Regions from separate parts of the Mus musculus genome. Here region 1 is linked to region 2. The links are chromatin contacts, called in public Hi-C maps. All regions are on one chromosome and are shown on one strand. Each heading gives the region's core, a stretch centred on a gene start, on an enhancer-like site or on the middle of the called end of the contact. The rest is flanking DNA. Distances are from core to core; before and after follow the strand shown.

The links. A called contact is a pair of places that touch in the nucleus more often than the background predicts.
Region 1: a contact with region 2 is called in a Hi-C map of the N1E-115 cell line, with 5 times the contacts expected there. The contact joins two enhancer-like sites. A contact is called at or near these places in 4 of 15 datasets of contacts at CTCF or cohesin (the NIH/3T3 cell line, large pre-B cells, pro-B cells and 1 more), 32 of 484 Hi-C or Micro-C datasets (the 3T3-L1 cell line, B cells, the Ba/F3 cell line and 22 more) and 4 of 115 datasets of contacts at active chromatin or transcription factors (astrocytes, bone marrow-derived dendritic cells, embryonic stem cells and 1 more).

The regions. Positions count from the first base shown.
Region 1 is chr4:111,685,976-111,688,675 of GRCm38.p6, forward strand. No RefSeq gene overlaps it. Among named protein-coding and RNA genes, the nearest start is that of Spata6, 33 kb to the right of the region's middle. Within about 2 kb of position 1,271, at least 67 of the 459 cell types and tissues checked have an H3K27ac peak or open chromatin away from gene starts, as enhancers often do. A contact at or near this core is called in the N1E-115 cell line, where this site is marked.
Region 2 is chr4:110,031,460-110,034,159 of GRCm38.p6, forward strand. No RefSeq gene overlaps it. Among named protein-coding and RNA genes, the nearest start is that of Dmrta2os, 53 kb to the left of the region's middle. Within about 2 kb of position 1,367, at least 1 of the 459 cell types and tissues checked has an H3K27ac peak or open chromatin away from gene starts, as enhancers often do. A contact at or near this core is called in the N1E-115 cell line, where this site is marked.

The sequences.
Region 1 (2,700 bases), core at 21-2,520, 1.7 Mb after region 2:
CTCTGCATCCGAAGAAAAAGAAGCCCAGGTAGGTATCCTAAGACACATGTCTCCAAGAGCAATGACCAAATGTTCTCTTCTTCTGATGTTCTGAACAGCCCACCCCTTCATTCTTGCTGCCTGCCAGGTGCAGATCAACTAGGAACCCTTTGCCCCAGTTGTGTGTTGGGCAGGCTGCAAAGCTTGTTTATTAGTGAAATGCATCTGATCAGAGAGGCCTGCCTGACAAGTTCATTACATATCAATTTAATTAGCTGATTTACATTTAATTTACATTTCAATTAATGTCTTTAGCAACAAAATGCTGCCTTAATAGGGTAATTGCCTGTTAGGCAATATGTAAAAGAATAAATAGTCGCATTCTGAGGAAGAATTCCTATTTTCAATTTTTTATTACCATAAATAACTGAAATAATTATTGCTCTTAAGGGCCACGTCCTCTTTTCCTTCTGGGCCTAATTATAAAGACTTAGTACCTCATTAAGCAAAATGGTTTTGGAGTCACAGAAAAACATTACTCTGATCGTGACTCATTAGTTTCAACAAAAGAGGGGGAAACTGTGATGGTAGGCACATTTGGGGGGAGTGGGGCTCATGTCCTTCCTGAACCATCCCAAAGTGACTGCACAGGTGTGCTTGCACCTCCTGGGGTGTTGGTTGGAGGGCGATTCACAACAGTCTGCTCCAAGTATTTCTAAAGACAAGAGACTCAGGACCTCTTGAGGCAGATGGTACAAACTGCTAGGTTTTTGTTTTTTGTTTCTTCCTTGCATAACATAAACTCTGTCCCTCTCCTTAAGACAGTTGTGGCCAATTCCTACTAGAAAAGAAGTTTTCCAGAGGTATAATAATAGCATTGTCCTAAGAGAAGCCAGCTGGCAGCTATGCTTGAGTGTGACACAGGGCTAGAAGAGATCTGACACCTTCAGAAGGAAGGTCAAATTATCTAAAAGTGGGAAGATTGAAGCGGTCTTGGAAATTCAACAGGAAAGCTGGCAAACCCGGGGGATACACTAAGGGAAGTGCAGGGTAAATTTGGCTGTGTGGTCCAACAGGGTCAAAGGACAAATGAGGCTGGCCTTGAGAGTTCGCTCGGTGTCTTCCAGGAAGCTGAATTCCCGAACACATGTGAGAAAGTAAATACTGAAAATGTATGAGCCTTGGAGCGGGAGCTATTTAGGCTCCTGCTGTCCTCCCCAAGTCTCGGCAAATCTCACTAGTCTCTCCTCAGCACAGTTTCAAACCTCCCCTTTCTTTTGAGTTCTGCAGTGGTGCTGTCCACAGCTCAGCACAGTGCCACCGCGTGGAATCAAGATGCAACAGCAGGAGAGATACACCGATGTCCTTTTGGATTTCATTTAGTTAATCAAATCAATGTAATGCCGACTCAAAAAAGGGAAAAAGAAAAAGAAAAAGAAAAGAAAGAAGAAAAAGAAAAACAAAGAAAAAAGAAAGAAAGGAAGGAAGAAAAAGAAGAAAGAAGGAAGACAGTGGGCTGCCAGGAAGTTGCTGCAATGAGGAGTAAGAGAAAGATGACTTTGTTATTTAACTAAAAAACGGGAATATGTTTTTCCTGTAATATTTTGGCAGCATTCGCATCAATAAGCCTCAGCATCTAGCTCTCTTCCAGTTCAGAACCAGCTAGTCCATGGCAGCGCTTAGTAAAGAAAGGAACACGTAGTCCACATTCCTTCTTCCTAAATGTTATTTCTAAGATTCCTTTTCACATTTCCCCACCACCACCCTGAGGATGAGGTTTTCAGATCCACAAACACCTTTCCCATTGCCTCTGGAAGCTATCAGGCGCCACAATCTGAAAGAGGGAAAGCAGCAGGATGGCAGCAGTCTCTGTCCCCAGCAGGGGGCGCTCAAAACTTATGCTCTGGCTACCACGTTTCTCCTCTAAGCTCTGCCCTGGAAAAGCAGGAACTCAGCTCTCACAGACCCAACCTTTTTACTACGAAGGCATTTTGAACACTCTCTTCTACATGAAAGTCACATAAAATATATACATACTTGCATAATCAACTTTCAAAAACATATACAATATTCTAACACACTGGAGAAACAAACTAATTGTAACATGCAAGAGAATAACATGCATATCTGCATCTAAATCACATGATAGGATGGCATAAAAAGCCACAACGAAAAATCTGTAGTCTCAGCTGAGGCAGGAGGATCTCTTGAGGCAGTATTTCTTGTCCAGCCTATGCATCTATGCACACATGTAGGAACACACACAGACACAGTGGCAGAAGTTAAACAGACTTAATAAAGTAGCATAAACTTCGATCTCTTCCTCTGATTTTCAAATTGGGAGCTGCAGATGCTACTGACTCCACCAGAAATGTTGAGTGGGTGATTCACACGCGACCACAGCTGTCAGTGCTAAACTTTCTAAACTGCAGAGCAACTCTTGATAGAATTCTGAGCAAGACAATTTCTCAGTTTTGATATTGGGAAGACATCTTAAAACACGTCTTCTCTTGATTTAGAAGGAAGTAGTATTGCTGGAAAATGGTTTGATGCATCATGGAGAGAAGACTGTGGTGTGTGTGTGTGTGTGTGTGTGTGTGTGTGTGTGTGTATGTATGTATGTGTATGTGAGTGTGTGTGAGAGAGACAGATAGAGACAGACAGAGATACAGGGAGGAGAGAGGAGGAGAATGGAGAGAGAGAGAGAGAGAGAGAGAGAGA
Region 2 (2,700 bases), core at 117-2,616:
AGTCTGCCTCAGCCATTCATCTGTGTCCACTTCAGGAAAACACTCCTTCACGTGTTTGCCCCAGCCAAACACCATCCAACACAACTGACTTTGCAAAGAACCCTTACATGTCCACTTCAGGGCCCCTGCTTTTCTACTCTTGAGCAACCTCCAGTGGAAACAGCCCCTTACAATTCGGAAATCAATTCCAGTTTACATAAAAATTCAAAATAGTTTATGTTTATTATTATTATTAATAATTATTTGCACAGAAGCACCTATGGTATAGCATTGCATCCGCCTTATTGTTGCCGCTCCTATATCACACACAAATATAATCCCAGAACTGCCTGAGAGGAAATTCAACACGTTACAGCTCTTTGCCTCTAAATGCTTTAAGGCATGTATTTTAGGAGTAGCTTCAACACACTTAAAAGATTGATTCAAAAGTTTTCTCAATTATTGACTGTTATAGACTGAACGATGCCCTTCTAAAGGGGTCCCTATCATAAATACACTTCTGTTGTTTAAGACACTCAATCTGGAATGATTGGTTAAAAGCAGGAGAAACCACTCCTGAAGCTTTCATGAAGCCCCGGAGCCCTGTTGTATTTCGTTGTCATGTTTCCTTAGCTCCTGGTGGCTTGAAGCAGGCCCTCAGTGCTCCTCAGTCTTCTATGACGGTGACACTTTTGAAGACACAGTGTGCCACTCCCTGCACCTCTTCCTCCTCCAGGCCCCTTTTCAGAGGATTCGTTGCTCACTTTGGGCTGTCTGATGTTTCCCGTGATTCGCGTTGTTGTCTAGAACCCTGTGTAAGCACCGCGTCTTCCTCAGGATAACACCTGGAACTTCTTGTGGCCAGCTGCCTCTCATCGGAGATGCTGATTTCAGTCTCGTAGTGTATATGGAGGGTTCATGCTCTTTTATATTTTTAGGATTTGGAACCACTGGGAAGCCGCCTGTCCACCCTGCTCATCTGCATCACACACGGTGGGAACTAACACAGTTTGTATCGTGGTTGTCATTGCTCTGCTGGGCACTGGACACCAGGAGACAAGGAATACCTGATCTCAGTTCTTGAGGACCACACAGCCTCCTGAGGAGCTGCTAGGCCTGGGGGGGGGGGCAGCAAGTAGACTTCTTCATTCACTCCTGTGTTCATTCACTGCACAGATATCTGAGCTCCTAGTGGGCTGGGCTGAGATACAGTTTGTACAGGGGAGAACTGGTGTCTATGTCCATGGTGCTTAGAGTCTTTGCGTGAGATGCTACACCCCAGCACCCAGACCTGGGTCTCTCATGTAAATAAGGGCTGACTAGGTGACTGAATTGCTGCCCTTCATGATGGCATGAGTTCTTCTCTGCAGGTACTGCTTTGCCTGTGTTCTTGTAACAGGCGAAGAACTGAGTTCCAGAGAGAAGGGACAACTCTCTGTCCTTCAACAGCTGGCCTTGGGGATTGTCACTCCCAATCCTTCCCAGCAGAAGTAGGGCATCAAGTTGGTTTGCTGTCCGTGGGCAGCTGGTGGTTGGTTATTTTGGAAGCAGTCTATTCTCCTACCTTCCTGTAGGCTGGGCTGCCTTCTCCCCCCATTGTGCTCTGGGGCTTGGGGCCCCCTGATTAGGCCTGTGGTTATTTAGTCAGCGATAATATTGGATTTACTTTCATCTCTGAATTGCATCAAATGTCGCCAATGACATTTAGCTGACACACAAGGAGGAGGCTGGCATTTTTAGGCTGTCAGCCTGCTACAGATGTAGAAGGGGATTGTGTTGGGGCATCTGGTTTATTGTTAATTAGATGGAGCCAGTGAGGTCTCTTTAGTGAGTGGGTAGATAAGCTCTTGCATAGCCCCTGCTTCAGACTGACTTCAATCTCCTCCCCACCCCCGGAAATGAACATGGCCTTGCCAGTTTTCCCACTGCGATGGGGACAGCATACAAGAAGTTTGGGGAGCAAGTGACAAAGTGTGTTGTCCTCCACCTGCAAGAATATTCATACCTCAAGCCAGGCCCAGATGACTACTGTCGTTCTCTTTTGCAACTGGAGGAGAGGGTGAAGGGAAATGAGGAAGTTGCTTGCCTGATTTGAACATCTACCTGTCTGCAGATGTCTCTGGGATGTTTCTAAATGTCTCAACCTTGGTGTGCTTCCTTGGTCTCTTGCCTTCAGTCCTCCTGCCCCCATCTGTCAACTGTAGAGATAATCAAAGTCCTATTTGATGGGGGCTGTTGTGAAAAGTAGGAGAATTAAATATTCGGGGTGCTTCGAGGGGTGCCTGGTGCTCAGTGGGCCCCATTTACCTTTCTCTAACCCCCTCTGGAACCACTACAGTGAACAGGAACTGGCGTGCTATGGACATATGCGGTGCAGAAGACACCTGCTTTCCCTCAAGGACATTAAAACCTTACGAAGGGGATAGACATCTCCACTGACACTCTCCAGAGTCTTGGGAAGGGTTGTTTTACAATTCTGGGTTCATGAGACGAGAGTTTTCTGAGTCCACGTTTAAACATTCTCTGAATTCATACTGTTTACATTCAATGAGTCTTTGGTTCTGTATGATTCTAAGTGCCAATAGGTGATCTGCAGTGACAAAGACTTTCCTTTTTCATTAAACTTGTCTCCTCATCCCAAGGACACACAGACTATTTCCCAACTTTTCTGACAGTTAGGTGGGTGTAGGGAGCAGAGCCACAATGTGGAAGGGTCCTGGG